3 separate regions of the Mus musculus genome follow, and regions 2 and 3 are each linked to region 1. The links are chromatin contacts, called in public HiCAR-type and promoter capture Hi-C maps. All regions are on one chromosome and are shown on one strand. Each heading gives the region's core, a stretch centred on a gene start, on an enhancer-like site or on the middle of the called end of the contact. The rest is flanking DNA. Distances are from core to core; before and after follow the strand shown.

Evidence for each region. HiCAR-type assays count read pairs that join an accessible place to other places. Capture Hi-C pulls out chosen DNA fragments and counts their contacts.
Region 2: a contact with region 1 is called in a HiCAR-type map of astrocytes, with 6 times the contacts expected there. The contact joins the promoter of Wbp11 here to the promoter of Apold1 in region 1. A contact is called at or near these places in 2 of 39 promoter capture datasets (the 3T3-L1 cell line and pre-B cells), 3 of 115 datasets of contacts at active chromatin or transcription factors (DN3 thymocytes, astrocytes and embryonic stem cells) and 1 of 9 other capture datasets (adipose tissue).
Region 3: a contact with region 1 is called in a promoter capture Hi-C map of adipose tissue, with 2.4 times the contacts expected there. The contact joins the promoter of H4f16 here to the promoter of Apold1 in region 1. A contact is called at or near these places in 2 of 39 promoter capture datasets (the 3T3-L1 cell line and pre-B cells), 1 of 484 Hi-C or Micro-C datasets (the N1E-115 cell line), 4 of 115 datasets of contacts at active chromatin or transcription factors (astrocytes, embryonic stem cells, large pre-B cells and 1 more) and 1 of 9 other capture datasets (adipose tissue).

What each region holds. Positions count from the first base shown.
Region 1 is chr6:134,979,151-134,984,080 of GRCm38.p6, reverse strand. Apold1 (apolipoprotein L domain containing 1) reads right to left here and starts at 2,080. Exons shown (of 2, transcript NM_001109914.1): 1 at 2,052-2,080; 2 at 1-499. The coding sequence starts at 496. Gm36428 (a long non-coding RNA gene) reads left to right here and starts at 436. Exons shown (of 3, transcript XR_003956531.1): 1 at 436-943; 2 at 1,687-1,944; 3 at 2,026-2,183.
Region 2 is chr6:136,825,512-136,830,441 of GRCm38.p6, reverse strand. Wbp11 (WW domain binding protein 11) reads left to right here and starts at 2,226. Exons shown (of 12, transcript NM_021714.4): 1 at 2,226-2,422; 2 at 4,333-4,441; 3 at 4,895-4,926. The coding sequence starts at 4,378. BC049715 (cDNA sequence BC049715) reads right to left here and starts at 1,599. Exons shown (of 3, transcript NM_178776.3): 1 at 1,373-1,599. It overlaps Smco3 (single-pass membrane protein with coiled-coil domains 3), which reads left to right. Exons shown (of 2, transcript NM_001039558.2): 2 at 1-511.
Region 3 is chr6:136,802,130-136,807,059 of GRCm38.p6, reverse strand. H4f16 (H4 histone 16) reads left to right here and starts at 2,629. Exons shown (of 1, transcript NM_175652.3): 1 at 2,629-3,067. The coding sequence starts at 2,681. The coding sequence ends at 2,992.

The DNA of each region.
Region 1 (4,930 bases), core at 831-3,330:
AGACAGAGTTGTAAAGGGCCATGGAGGCGTCCCTCCCGCTCTGCAGCAGCTGGCGGTCCCTGCGTCCCTGCCACTGACAGAAGAACTCCAGGCAGCTCAGAAGCTCGCGCATCTGGTCCTGGCAGGTGGCGGCGATCTCCTGCACCCTCCGCACCTCCCGGGAATTGCAGAAGATCAGAGAGAGGTCGGACGTGATGGTGACTGCCCCTCCGGCGGTGGCCACCCCTAAGCCCACGGCCGACGCCACGAGCGAGGCTCCCAGGGTGACCGGGCTGAGTGACAACCCCACGATGGCTGCCAGGGCACCAGCGGCGCTCAGAGAGCTGCCCGCCACGTTGGCCGCCAGGGAGCGCCTGCGTAGCCGCTCCAGCCTCCGGGCCACTTCGCGCAGGCGCAGCACTTGGCTGTGCAGCCGGCCACGGCGGTCCAGCAGCAATCCTTGGAAGCGCCGCAGCGCATCGGCGCCCTGCGGCTCCCAGGCCGCCCGCTTCTCCATGCCCTGTGAGGGACATAGACGCACAGTTAGCCCGAGTTTCCGCACCCGTTGCTGCCCTAGGCTAGAGCTGCCCGGTGCACTCTCTAGAGAGTCCTCAAATAATTAATAGACTTTATGCTGGGCGTGTTGCCTTAATGGTAGATCACTTACCTAGCGTTCAACCCTCAGACTCAATCCACAAGGCTGCCGAAATGAATACACGAATAAATAAACCACTCAGGACTGGGAACAGGGAGGTAGGTTACTACTGGGTTATGGGTCAAGTTTCCAAAGGCTCTGGAGCCTGGGACAAGTCACACAAGTTCCCAGAACCCGTTAACTGTGCGTTCCAACAGAGATTATGCTGTCTTCTGCTTTCCTTCCAGGGAACAAAATCTATGGACACCATCCACAGATTTAAATAAAGGTTTAAACGGGAAGGTGGAGACTATTAGAAAGCTGCTCCAGGTAAATGCTCTGAAAACAGAGACTTTGCTCTGTTTTCAAAATGACACTTGGGCTGAGGATGCAGCTCAGGGGTAGAGCCATTGTCTGGTGTGACACCCTATTCTATTCCCCAACTCCTGACAAACAAGGACCAATAAAAAGAAGAGAACACCTTAAAAGTAGCAAACCGTGCATGTAACGTAACAAAAACTTTTCATTATGTGGAGACTTGTGTCCTAGGGACTCAAGGTACTTGCCCCCCCCATTCTCATTATATCATTATATTCTCTCTCTCTCTCTCTCTCTCTCTCTCTCTCTCTCTCTCTCTCCTTCTCTCAATGTCCCTGTCCCTCTCTCTAATCCTAGCACTTGGGAGGCAGAGGCAGGATCATTGAGAGTTCAAGGCCAACCTGGTCTAAATACTGAGTTCTAGGCCATCCAAGGCTACATAACAAGAATTTGTCTCAAGGTAAAAAAGAAAAGGTGCTAGCTAGCAGCTCACTGGAGGCTTCCTTGGGTCCAGATGGACTGAAGCCAATAAAAGGTGACTAAGGGAGAAAGCTGAATGTACCAGGTTCATCTGTAAAAGGCCATCTGTCCTGGTAATGAGGGAGCCCCATTTTCATACACACTGTACTCTCCACCAGTCAGAACTTCTTAAAGGCACCAAATAAGTCACTGAAAGAGCATGTCGGACCTGAACGAGCAGGGCAGAAGTTATTTAATTTTTTATCTTTCTCCATTTGTTTTTGTTGTTTTTAAAGACAGGCTGTTACATAGTCCAAGTTGACCTCAAACCCCCGATTCTCCGGCCTCCACCTCCTGAGTTCTAGAATTCCAGGCTTGCATCGGCATGCACAGCCAGAACTCATTGTCCTCGGTTAAGATGAAGGCCTTTAGAGACCGGCTACCAACAGCTGATGTTTCTCAGTGCCCCCAGAAGAACACTGGTCTCCTGACTCATAGGTCCTACAGCTCCTGGTTGACCTCCATGATCTAGCTGACCAGTAAGAAGTTTTCAGGTAACAAGAAGGTTGGGAAAAAGTCACTCCAAATACATGACGCCTCGAGAGTTGACCCCGATATCACCAATCCCATTGCAGACACATCCCTCGGACTCCCCACTTACCCTTCACTCTGGCCTCCAGGAAGAAAAGTGGGAGACTGTTTCTGGACGAGCATACTTTATAGCTCCCAGGAGCCAATGACGGCTCTGGGAAAGCCTTGTCTCATTCTGAGAAGCTGCTGTTTCCTGCCCTGACCCCTGCTGCCTTCGGCCAGGATATGACATGTTGGAAAAAGAGACGCTGGCAAAGCACGTCCCGTATTTAGGAAATGAATATTGTGTGTTCGCTTTCCCCTCCAAACGCAGGAAGAGAACCACAGGCTCTTCCCCAACTTGAAACAAGTGCTGTCATCTCCCAGTGGGGATACCCTGCCTTTCCTCTCCTGAGAATAGCTACTGACGCCATCGGGGGAGGCTTTCCCACATGCCCCAGGCTGCCCAATTATAGTGTTTCTTTGAGAGGACTCCATCAGAAAATCATTTTTAAAAAGAAATAGGAGGGACCGGAAAACTTAATTATGATCGATACAGCCACTCATGGTCCTTTTCAAAGAGCTTTGTGGGGATGTAAGTAGCTGAAGCATGTGACCCATTAAGGGAGGGCAGCCAGCACCAAGGAGCGCCTAAAATTCAAGACCACGCCCACAGGAAGTGCTGCGTGCAGTTTAGGGCATCTCCAGCTGTGGAGAAGACACAGGAGGTCTCAAAAAGGGCACACTGCGGGGCCAAGTGCGTCAGAAAAATCACTGGGGTCAAGCTGCACACCGAGCTAATTATACACTTTCCATGGCAGCGGGGAGATGATGGCTTCCGGGGTTTTCATATGAAGCGAGGACTGTAGCTTGCATCATGGTTAAATGAGTGGATTCTAGCTACAGGTTCCCCAGCAGGGTCTGAAAAACAGTTATCTATTACAGAGCGTGCAGGCGGGGAAATGAATGTAGCTTCTTTCTGTGCCTTTACCCAGACCAGATGGCGATGCACCCCATAGCTATCCCTGAAGCAGTTAGGGTGGGGGTGGGGGGAGGGGAGAAGCTGAAGCTTAGTTGGGAAACCCAGTCTCACCAAAGGACCCCTGACACCATCGTCAAAGGCCAAACTGGTTTTCACCTAAATGATTCATGTCTCCAGCTGGAGGTGCAGTAGACTAGCACGCGGAGGCCCTGGATTCTAACACTGGCACCCAGAAACCCATCACTGTGGCCCACCCCTGTAATTCCAGCACCAGGAAGTAAAAGCTTGAGGGTTAGACATTCAAGGTCAGCTTCGGATTCATAGCTAGTTGGAATCCAGCCTGGGCTACGTGAGACCCTGTTCCCAAAACGAAACAAAAGTCCCCCTTATTCATTTGGAGTCTCTTGCATCTGTTCAGTGCGGTCTCACTATGGAGTTCTGGCTAGCCTAGAACTCATTAAGTAGATCAGACTGGCATTGAACTTGCCTCTTGCTCTGCCCCATTTGGAAAGTTTCAACAGCTCTATCATTGTAGAACACAATTAAGCCCCTCACTTTCGTATGGATAACCTGTCTTTACCAGAGCAGTGCCACCTGCAGCACACCCTGCTGCTCTTGACCTTGATCAGTCAGAATTTAGTCCACGTCCAAGTGTTCTGGTTATAGCTCCTACAGAATAGACATAACCGAGCAGAATGGCCCCAGCGTCTACTTGTACTCTTGAGATAAGAGGCAGAACGGCTGGGCATGGTGGCACAGGCCTGTCATCCCAGCACCTGGAAGGAAGCATCATAGTTTGCTCAAAGTTCAAGGTCAGCCCGAACTGGAGAGCAAAACCTGGAAGCACAGGGGCCTGAGTCTAATCCTCAGGACCTACATTTAAAACTGCCAAGTGTGGTGTTGCTGGTCGAGCAGCCTAGCTTACATCACAAGCTCTATCTACTCCAACCACAAAAGGGCAGCCAGCACATGAGGAACAACACTCAAAGCCATTCTCTTACTCCCACGTGCATGTACACACACACACACACACACACACACACACACACACACATATATAGACAGGCCCAGCACACTGTTGGTAGGTGCCATTCCTGTGCAGGTCCCTGGTCCATGTGTGTGTGTGTGTGTGTGTGTGTGTGTGTGTGTGTGTGTGTGTGTGTGTGTGTAAAGGGCGTCAGGGGTGAAGAAAAGGGTTTATTTTCCTCATAGCATTGAGGTTCTGGCTCATGACCTGTTGTTAGCCCCATTACTTTGGGCACATCAGGCCAGAGGTGTGTGGCAAACTGTTCCTACCTTAGGAAAACAGAACAAAACACAGAGGAAGAAGAGGGACTGGGTTTTCTATGATAAGCACCAGCTGGCTCCTTGCCAGCAGGTCCAGGTGAGAGGAGAGGGGCCTCACTCCTGCCGGGGTCTCTCTCCGGGGCTGAGCTGGATGGCGAGTGCCCCACGGTCCAAAAGAAACACACCAAGCCAGGAGCCTTATCAAAGCAGGAACCAACTTTATGGCATCAGTGTCTTCCTTATATAAGTTGGGAACATAGGGAGGGGGATTTTTGGTGGGGTAATGTAGTGGCTATTCCTGGTTGTCAACTTGACTATATTTGAAATGAACTACAATCCAGAATTGGAAGGCTCACCAGTGACCCTAATCTGGAGGCTGGGAGATAGAAGATTCTGATCTGGATCTTGGTATGGAGATCTTGAGGCATAGTGGCTATGGATTCCAGAAGATTAAGACAGGGAGATCTCTGAGTTCAAGGTCATCTGGAACACACCTTCAATCTGGGTTACACCTTCTGCTGGAGACCATACAAGGACATTGGAAGAAGGGAGTCTCGCTTTCTCCCCTTCACCTGCTTGCCGTGTGGGACTGAGCAAGCCAGTGGAAGCAAGCCAGTAAAGAACATCCCTCCATGGCCTCTGCATCAGCTCCTGCTTCCTGACCTGCTTGAGTTCTAGTCCTGACTTCCTTGATGATGGAA
Region 2 (4,930 bases), core at 977-3,476, 1.8 Mb before region 1:
CTGCATAAAATATGTTAGAGTGAAGAAAAAGGCTCACTCCCTGTTAAGAATTTGTTGATTAAAGGAAAGTAATTAATTTCTATTTTTCAGGGGGATAATTTTATTTTCAGTACCACCAAAAAGAGGCAGCTCCCTCTGCCCCATAAAGCATTTGCAGACCTATGTTAATTGCCTCCTGAACTCAGGAAAAGGAGAGGCCATGGAGGCCTATTGATGGAACTTAGTTTCTCTAGATACAGCATTTGTTTTCTAAACCTTTATCTAACCATTCTCACTAAGCCGTTTTTAGGGTCTACTTCAAAAACCATTGTATGTAACAATGTTGAGATAGTCCTGGTTATAGTCGTTTGGTTTTTAACGCAAAGACAAAAATAAATCATTGGTATAAAGTATCCAGTATATCTCAGGAAAATTTTACAAGCAGATGAAGAATTTTAACTAGCCACATAACTTTTCCAAATGTATTAATTTCTATGTTATCACTGGTTTTATAAATTAGTTTCAAAATATCACAATTTGTGTCACTTTCTAAATTTATTACCTGGTTTTTATTTTATGAACTAATAGGTCTTGCTATTACTGACACTCAAAGAGTAATCAAAACAAGAATTAATGACATTCCCAGGCATCAAGGCTTCTAACTGTAATTCAATCCATCTAAACAATGAGACAGAGGGATAGGGAGATGGTGGCCAGCCCAGATTATTTATTGAATACTTATTTTTTTTCCCACTAAGTCAAAGGTAGTTTTAGTATGGTACTGATGTTACATTGTTAGGGAACACATTTGTTTTAATATAAATTGTAAATGTTCTATTGGTTATTAATTCATTGTAACATTAGTGCCTATCTACAACATCCTAAAAATTAATATACACCTCAATCAGTTCTTTCAAAGTACTTGATGTCAAAAATTCCCTTAGGACCTTTTCTGTTAAGGATGCTGAAACTAAGTTGAAAAATAACCAAGTGTGAGGGTGTTTTTGGTTTTTTGATTTGTGTTTTTTTGTTTTTGGTTTTTTGTTGTTTTGTTTTGCTTTTTGGTTTTTTTTCGAGACAGACCAAGTTCACACTTTATGAAGATTTCGTTTTAAATGCTTACCTTTAAGGGGAAAGGATGGGGAGGAGTCTTAAGGAATGGGGATGTAGAAGGGAAATATAATAGCTATTTCTGGTTATCAGCTATATCTAGAACAAACCACAATCCAGAATTGGAAGGTTCACCTGTGATCCAGATCTTGAGGCTGGGAAATACAAGTTTCTGACCTTGATCTTGGCATGGAAATCTTGAGGCATAGTGGCTATGTATCCCCAGGAGAGTAAGGTAAGATCTCTGAGTACAAGGCCCAGATCCAGGCGTGGCGGTACACACCTTTAATCTGAACCACACCTTCTTCTGGAGATCTATAAGACATTGGAAGATGGAAGTTTTTCTCTTCCTCCTCTGCTTGCATTTACTTGCCAGCCCATCAGTTGGAATCTACTAGCCTGGTGGGACTGAGCAACTCCTAGATCCTTGGACTTCCCATTCACAGCTGACCATTGTTGGGGAGGTGGACTACAGACCGTAAGTCATCATAACAAAGTCCCTTTCTATATAGAGACTATCCACAAGTTCTGTGACTCTAGAGAACCCTCAAAGGAAGACTTCAGATAAATCTAGAGTGTGCAATGACATCATAAAGGAGTTTGGGTTGATGCAAAGTTCATTTGAAGTGTTATGTAATAACTTCTCCTCTGGAAAATCGACAAATGTACCGTTTCTCTTTTAAAATATACATTTTCGTGTAGATTTATGAGTCTCCCCTAGGAACTATTTGTTCAGTTCATCACATGCTGTAGGTTTAGAGGGCTGATGTTTGCTGAGCACCTTAGACTCGGTGCCCAGTGTTATTACCTAACTTGTTTTCTATGGAAGCATTCCTGAAAAACAGCATCCATTTACACACGACAACTAACACAGATCCAATGGCCGACACAGAAGCGTACGCATACCGCTACCTAGTGTGTCCCCAGAGAGAAGCAGTTGCGGAAATGCGTCAGAATTCTGAGAACAATTGGCCAATCAAATAGCAGCTTCCTTACTTTTTATTTCTATTGGGTTATATTAGTGTCAATCTACAATACTCTGGAATGAGGCGGGTCTCTTGGCCTATAGTTATCCAATCGGATAGTGAATGAGAGCGGAAGTACCTCTGGCTCTGAAGTTGTTGTATTCGCTCTATGGGCCCAGTGCCTGGCAACGCGGTGAGATCGCGGCCAGCGGGAACAGGAAGTGACGTGAGCTGGCGGAGGGGCGCGAGGTTTCAAGATGGCGGTTCCCGGGTGGTTGACCGAGGGGCAGAGGTGAAGGCCCCTTCGCAGAGAGTCCTCCGGGACCGCCCGCTAGCTGCTCTCGCCGTCCCGGGAGCCTCGCAGTCGTGTGAGTGCGTGGGGACTCGGTGCTCCGTTTTCCGCGACCCTCCCCGGGGCCTGCGAAGCCTTCTCTGAAACACCAGGCCCAGAGGCCGCGCTCTTCCTCCGCTGGGCCCGGGGTGGCGGGAGCCTCGGGTTTCAGGGCTCGGGGCCGGCCTGGCACTGCGTCCGACGGGTTCTCGGGCGGGATCTCCCGCCGGGTCAGACCCACCGCCCGAGTGCGGCGACCGGTGGCGGCGGGCTGACGTCTAGCCGCTCGAGTCGCTATCAACCGTCGCTATGGTTTCGGCAGTTGCTGTGAGGCCTCCTGGAGTGGACCCGGACCGGACCGGACCGGTCGGGTTGCGTTTGTGCTGCCTGGGTTCCCATGGTCTTTTGACCTTGTCTCTGCCAACGTTTGCAGGCAGAGGCACTATGGTCTTGTAAAAATTCTCCTTGACTCGTAGCTGATTGGTTTTTAGGTGTGTGTGATGGGATGGCGTCAAAACGAGAGCCCGAGGCTGGTTTAAGAAGGGAAACACTAAAGAAAAGATCAAAAATAGAATTTGTTGTATCCGTGCCTTTTTGTAGTTCCCTATAGTCAGTACCCTTCTCTTCCCTTCTTCCCAAACTCCTGCCCCTTCTGCTTTCTGATAGAGAAACATCTGTAATGACATAATCGACACCGATCAGTTCTGAAATATCTGGGAAGCAGCAGGGAGCCGGCCAGCTGAACGCTTGATGAAAAAAAGCATTAACTAAAACAACTTACAGAGTCCCACCTAAGGAGCCAAGGGAATTAGAGTCTCAAATTTACCTCGGGATCTTCCCTTTCCTAATGTAGAAAGAAAGTAGATTTGTTTAATGCTTAAAGGGGGAGCCACAGGAGATGTAGCCTGTAGGAAAGTGTCGCACACTTTGAACAGGAAATATTTGTTCCTTTTTTTACTATGGGCAAGGCTAATTTTTGGAAGTTTCATTCATTTGGAATGGAAGAGAAAGAAGTGATAATAATGAAAGCCTGGCCTTAAAATATTTCCCTACCGTGACTACCACTTTTAATTCCCTCAAAATACATAAATCAGGAGTCATATGTGCTAGTAAGAATATACTTTAATGTTAAGTTTGAGGAGTTCTAATACTTCATTTTTTATTTCTTTTGTTTGAGAGTCATAAATCATTTGATTTGGTATTAAATCAAGATAAATATGTTTGAATGGATTGCATTTTGCCATCTGGCGTGTGGAATGAGCAGTCTAAGGAGAAAGTAAAGAGCATGTATTTGTCTTTAACCCAGATTCATTATCTCCACTCCTGTTTCATATCCCCTTATACAGGTCGGAAAGATGTCCTCAGGGTTTGCATTGCATTGTTAGAATATTTCTCAATTGGTTTTGGTTTGTTTTGAGATCGTCTCATATGGCTCAGTCTATATTCCAAACAATAGCATTATAAGTGCAAAGTTCTTGTTGATTTCTTTATTCAGTTAACAGCACTATATAATCCATAGGAAAGGGTTAAACTTTTGAGTAGTTAATGATATTCTCACTGTGTTGACTAGTACAGATACTAGCCTTTTCTTTGTGGTCAAGAAAGGTAAAGAAAGCCGGGCGTGGTGGCGCACGCCTTTAATCCCAGCACTTGGGAGGCAGAGGCAGGCGGATTTCTGAGTTCGAGGCCAGCCTGGTCTACAGAGTGAGTTCCAGGACAGCCAGGGCTAGCTATACAGAGAAACCCTGTCTCGAAAAAAAAAAAAAAAAAAAAAAAAAAGAAAGGTAAAGAAATAATTTCTTGGATGCTTCATTCAAAATTAAAGAGCACGGTCTTACAAGTAGAGAACCAAAGGGATATTTCTTTACAGAAATTGATGCAAATTCGTAAAAGGAAGTCTTTTTACACATACAGCAAAACTGAGTTCTTTATATCTTTTCTTTCCAGTTTTTTTTTTTTTTAATGAAGAAGTAAATCATATAAATTGTCACCATGGGACGAAGATCAACATCCTCCACCAAGAGTGGGAAGTTTATGAACCCCACAGACCAAGCCCGTAAGTACGGAAGGAAGAAGTAGAAGGGTTAAAACTGGCAGACTCTTTCATGGTGGCCTAAGTTCAGCGTTGGTAGAGTGGGGTGTGTGAGGTCATGTAGAATTCTTAAAATGGACTCATGGTTAGAATGTTGAGAGTGTAAGCTGCTTAACACATTTCTCCTCATACTTGACTGGCTAGCAGGAGAAAATTAAGTCTTTTTTATGTTAGAATTTTTAACAAATGAGTTTTTAAGTGTGTGATTTGAGAATCCCTTTTCTTCCTTGTGGTTCAGTTATTTTTCTGTAAAGAACACATCTTGGCATTTTGGGTTGAGAGGGTTGGAAGCACTAAGTTCCCTAGTGGGTCAAAGCCATGTTTGTTCCATTCACCGACACTGTTAACAGTTGTAGTAGCTCATAGTAATGTTGGTGATGGAAGTGTGAGTTATGGCCTCTCTTCCTCTCTCCTTAGGAAAGGAAGCCCGAAAAAGAGAACTGAAAAAGGTAC
Region 3 (4,930 bases), core at 1,380-3,879, 1.8 Mb before region 1:
TCCTAGAACGAGCTTTCGTCATCTGCTCCTTGACACACCCACCTGGAGAGCTAGCTGCAAAAGAAGCTTTGTAGGTTTTCTATTTGTTTTAGTTTTTGAGACTTTTCTTCCTGTAGCCCTGGCAGCCGTGGAACTCACTATAAAAACCAGGCTGGCCTTCAACTCAGAGATCTGCCTGCCTCCCTAATGCTGGGATTAAAGTTGTGTGCAGCCACCAGCCTGGGACAAAAGCTGGTTCTTTGGCCTGTCCTACCTATACCACATGAGGCTGGTCTTTGGACACTGTTGCTGCTCCTGGGGACAGTCCCTTCCTTCTCAGGGCCTCGAGGCCATAGTCACAGACTAGGCAGGAATGCAGTCCTTGTGGATAGCATGGATGAATCTGATAGGATATTAACATTACGTGGCTCTGGGGCTGTGTATGAGCCGGAGAAGAACCACTGGATTCCAGAGGGGAGGACCCTTCGCCTCTGCCTGCCTGCCTGCTGGAGGTTGTCACTTGGTGCTCCATCGAGACTTTAGATTACTCTTAGGCCAAGACACTGGAAACAGAATCCCTCAACTTGTTCTTATGATTCATATGATAGGCCCTTGACATTTGAAACAAACTAAAGTGTTTTTCTTCCACTGTTTCACTCCGGTACTTCAGTTTACTGCATTTCTGAAATTACACAACTAAGTAATGTCAAACGCTGATTAAATGTCATGTAGGTTTTTTTGTATCCATTTAATTAAAATATCATAAATTTACCCTCTCCTTAGTCTAATTGCGATTTTATTTAAATAAACTCCACAGAACCAAGTGAAGTGGGGCCTGTCTGTGATCTTAGTATAAAGGAGGCGTGGACAGGAGAGTCAAGATTGTCCATCGAAGATTGTCCATCGTTAGCTACAGAGAGAGTTCCCACCTAGCCTGAGCTACATAGGATCCTGTCCCAAGATACAAAATATTAAACACACACAGAGAAAAACCAACCCCATGTACTTCTATCTATGTACATCTTTATTTCCTAGCACAGTAATGAGCTAACCAGGAGCTGGGGTCCCCCATACACCTTTGGATCTGAACAATATACTCCACCATCAAGGAGGTATCCCGGAGCCAACTTCCTCAGAATCCTGGCTGTACCACCTAACAGCTGACTTTCATATACTATCTAATGCTCCTAAGCATTCGATAGGTTATATATTCTAAGTCAATGTGTATGGAAACCTCTGGTGCAGTTTTGGGGAAGAAAGCTCTAGAATATCTTCTGTAAACCATCTTAAATGTATGTTTATGGAAAGGTCTCTTTGCTTTCTTTTTGCTTTTCTCTCTTTTTTTTGTGTGTGTTGTTGTTGATTGTTTGTTTGTTTGTTGACACACAGTTTTACAAATTTGAATAAGTATTCTGGCAGCAGCTTTCATTTTGGTAAGAATTCTGAAGAGCAAGGGATTTAAAATCATGAGGTAAAATTCAATGATTAAGGCTTCTTCCCCCTCCAGCTATCCTAGAGCTCAATCTCTAAGAGACAGGGAGGGGACAAACAAATGAAATGCTGTTTGAGTTGTGGAACTAATGGGAATTGTAAAGTACTACAAACTAAACGCATTTATCCTGCTGCCTTTTTCTTTTTTTTTAAGATTTATTTATTTATTATATGTAAGTACACTGTAGCTATCTTCAGACACACCAGAAGAGGGCATCAGTTCTCATTACAGGTGGTTGTGAGCCACCATGTGGTTGCTGGAATTTGAACTCAGGACCTTCAGAAGAGCAGTCAGTGCTCTTCACCACTGAGCCATCTCTCCAGCCCAAAACCTGCTGTCTTTAAAAACGAAACAAACTTAAGGACAGTCCTGTTATTCGGAGTCATGCTTTTGACTTCTGGTACTTTACAAGCTATTTGAGTGGGGAGGAGGGGAAATGTATTTGAGTCTGTCTAGCCTAGGCTGGCCCCAGCTCTTGGCAATCCTGCCTCAGCCTCCGGAGAGCCTAAATTACAGATGTGAGTCACCAGGTCTCTTTTAAACGCAAGCAACAAGGACCTCGGATCTAAATGACAAGTTACAATAGTTCAGCTAAGTAACTATAGGAACAATTGGCTGAAAAGCGAATACCAATGTGTTTGCAATGCAGGAGCAGAAAATCCATACACTGCAGAAACAGTTGAAACCAAATAGGAAGTGGGAACTAGCATAATTTTCTTATCGTGGCCACAAAAGAAAGGCACTAAAACACTTCTATCCCCTCAAAAGACTCTCTCGTGAAAATGTAAACTGCTTCGGTATAAGACCTAGTAAGCTAGATTTCTATTGCTAGCTTCTTTTCATTTTCACATTAAAGTTGTGTAAAAACAAGCATGCTGCTTAGAAAATACCGAATCAGCGTGCACTGAAGATAACAAGCATGATGCGCCGTTTTTATTTGTGCTAAAAAAAAAAAAGAGGAGAAATAGATTGTTACCTTATATTATTTAAACTTTCAAATGTGCTAGGGTTCCTGGAATTTGGAGAGGGAACCGAAAGGGTTTTATGGTTCTTGGGAGACAGCAGAGCACAAAGAGCCAGGGGGTGGAGTCTAGAGCTCCGCCCACTCCTTGCTGTTTTCAATCAGGTCCGCTCCCAGGAAATATAAGCTCTTGCTCGGCGGCGGATTACTGTAGTTTCTCCTGTCTCTTTATTAGGTTGTTTACTAATATGTCAGGACGAGGAAAAGGCGGCAAGGGTCTGGGGAAAGGTGGCGCCAAGCGACACCGCAAGGTTCTCCGCGACAACATCCAGGGCATTACCAAGCCCGCTATCCGGCGGTTGGCTCGGCGTGGCGGCGTGAAGCGCATCTCGGGTCTCATCTACGAGGAGACTCGCGGTGTCCTCAAGGTTTTCCTTGAGAATGTGATCCGCGACGCCGTCACCTACACCGAGCACGCCAAGCGCAAGACGGTTACGGCTATGGACGTGGTGTACGCGCTCAAGCGCCAGGGCCGCACTCTGTACGGCTTCGGCGGCTAAGCGAGCCCTCCTGTGCCTAGGCCGTTCCCTTGGCCGGCTTCCCCCATCCACAAAGGCCCTTTTCAGGGCCCACAAAGCATCAGAAAGGAGCTGTGGACATTTGTAGTTCTCACTAGTTATGAGCGTCTCATTACTTTTTGTATTTGGTATGCTTTGTCTTGTATGCAAATTGAGCTGCCTGGGTGCACTTTTTCATTGGAGGACTTGGGCTGGTGGCCCCGCCTACCGCCTGGGACCTGCTCAGAATGCTTGCGGAGTGGTCTGCGTGAATGAGTTTTTTTAGGTGTCTGTTGAGTTGACAGCCCCAGAGTGCTAGGGTGCAGCCTCTGCGGACGCTCTAAAAAGGGGAAAAAAGCTCCTGTAGAGACAGTGGACCTGAATGAGGGCAGGTGTGGAGGCTTGGAACCCCACAATAAAGTCACCCTGTAGCTTAAACTTGGCTTTCTCAGCTGTAGCTGTTTCTCTGCCTTAAGCACGTGGGTTTGGGGGAAGAGGAGCACTCGGATGTCTACCATTTAGTTCAGGCTGGTATAAGTCTTTCGGTGGTCCTTCTGTTTCAGCTTCCACAGACCATATGTGTCTCATTTAAGTCTTCAGAGTAGGTTAGTCACAGCCCTTGCTGCTCCTTCAAAGTACTTGTATTCGATGCTCCATACCCAGATGGGTTTAACTCTGGATCCAGGAAGTCGCTTCCTTAGGCCCCTGGACTCAGGTCTGCTTACCGGCTTTCTGTACACATTACTCAAAACGGTAGTTTTGTTTTTCAGATCTCTAGGTTTTTACATCTGATGTTTACGGGTCTTCTCACTGGCTGAAGAAATAGGAGACTGTTCCTACAGTTCCTGGAGCAGGAACCTGGCATTTCATTAAGATATGGTTATCTCGTGTTCAATGCTTTCTGTGTGGCAGAAACTTGGTGCGGTCTTTCAGCAGATTTATTTTAAGTGTTGATAGTGAGTACAGCTGTGGATGAGACAACGAAGGCTAAAATTTTGGAGCCTAGATTTGAACTCTGCTCTGTGCGATTTTACACAACCTCGTTTTATGTGCCACTGGTGTTTTTGTTTGTTTGTTTGTTTTGTTTTGTTTTGTTTTTTGTTTTTGCGAGAGTCTTCTCTGCCCCTGTGGGCTGACACTTCACTTCTAGAGTCTGAGCATACATAACACTGATACCATTAGTCTAGTGAACTCATTTTCTTAAAGCAAGTGAAAAATGAGATGTTTATTTTTCTGTCTTGAGAAATATTTCAGTTACAGTTATATGGTTTTTATTTTCTTATAAAGTCACATGTTCTATCAAACTATGAAACACAAAATGTAATAATAATGATTATCACCCCTCTTTTAATCTGAGTTTTGATTATTTGAGATAATCAAACATCTATAACTATTACTAGCAAAAAGAAATGAAACAAAAAAATGAAACTTAAATATCATTTATTATTACACAAATAACAACAGCAACAAAAGTATTTGTGCATTCACTGTGGAAATCATTTCTCTCAAAAGGCTTAAATTAGAAACTGCCATGTCACCTGCCCGGATGGAAAGTTACTTAGTGGTAAGAAAAACAGAAATCTTACACTGACAAGATGATGGACGGGACAGAAATCACTATATTAAGCAAAATTGTGTGGGAAGCCGCCCTCACATTTGCCATTATAAGATGGCGCTGACAGCTGTGTTCTAAGTGGTAAACATAATCTGCACACGTGCAGGGGCAGTTTTCCCGCCATGTGTTCTGCCTTTCTCGTGATGACAACTGGGCCGATGGGCTGCAGCCAATCAGGGAGTAATACGTCCTAGGCGGAGGATAATTCTCCTTAAAAGGGACGGGGTTTTGCCATTCTTGTTCTTTCTCTTGCTTTCTTGTTCTTGTTCTTTTTCTTGCTCTTGTTCTTTTTCTTTCTCTTGCTTTCTTGTTCTTTTTCTCTCTCT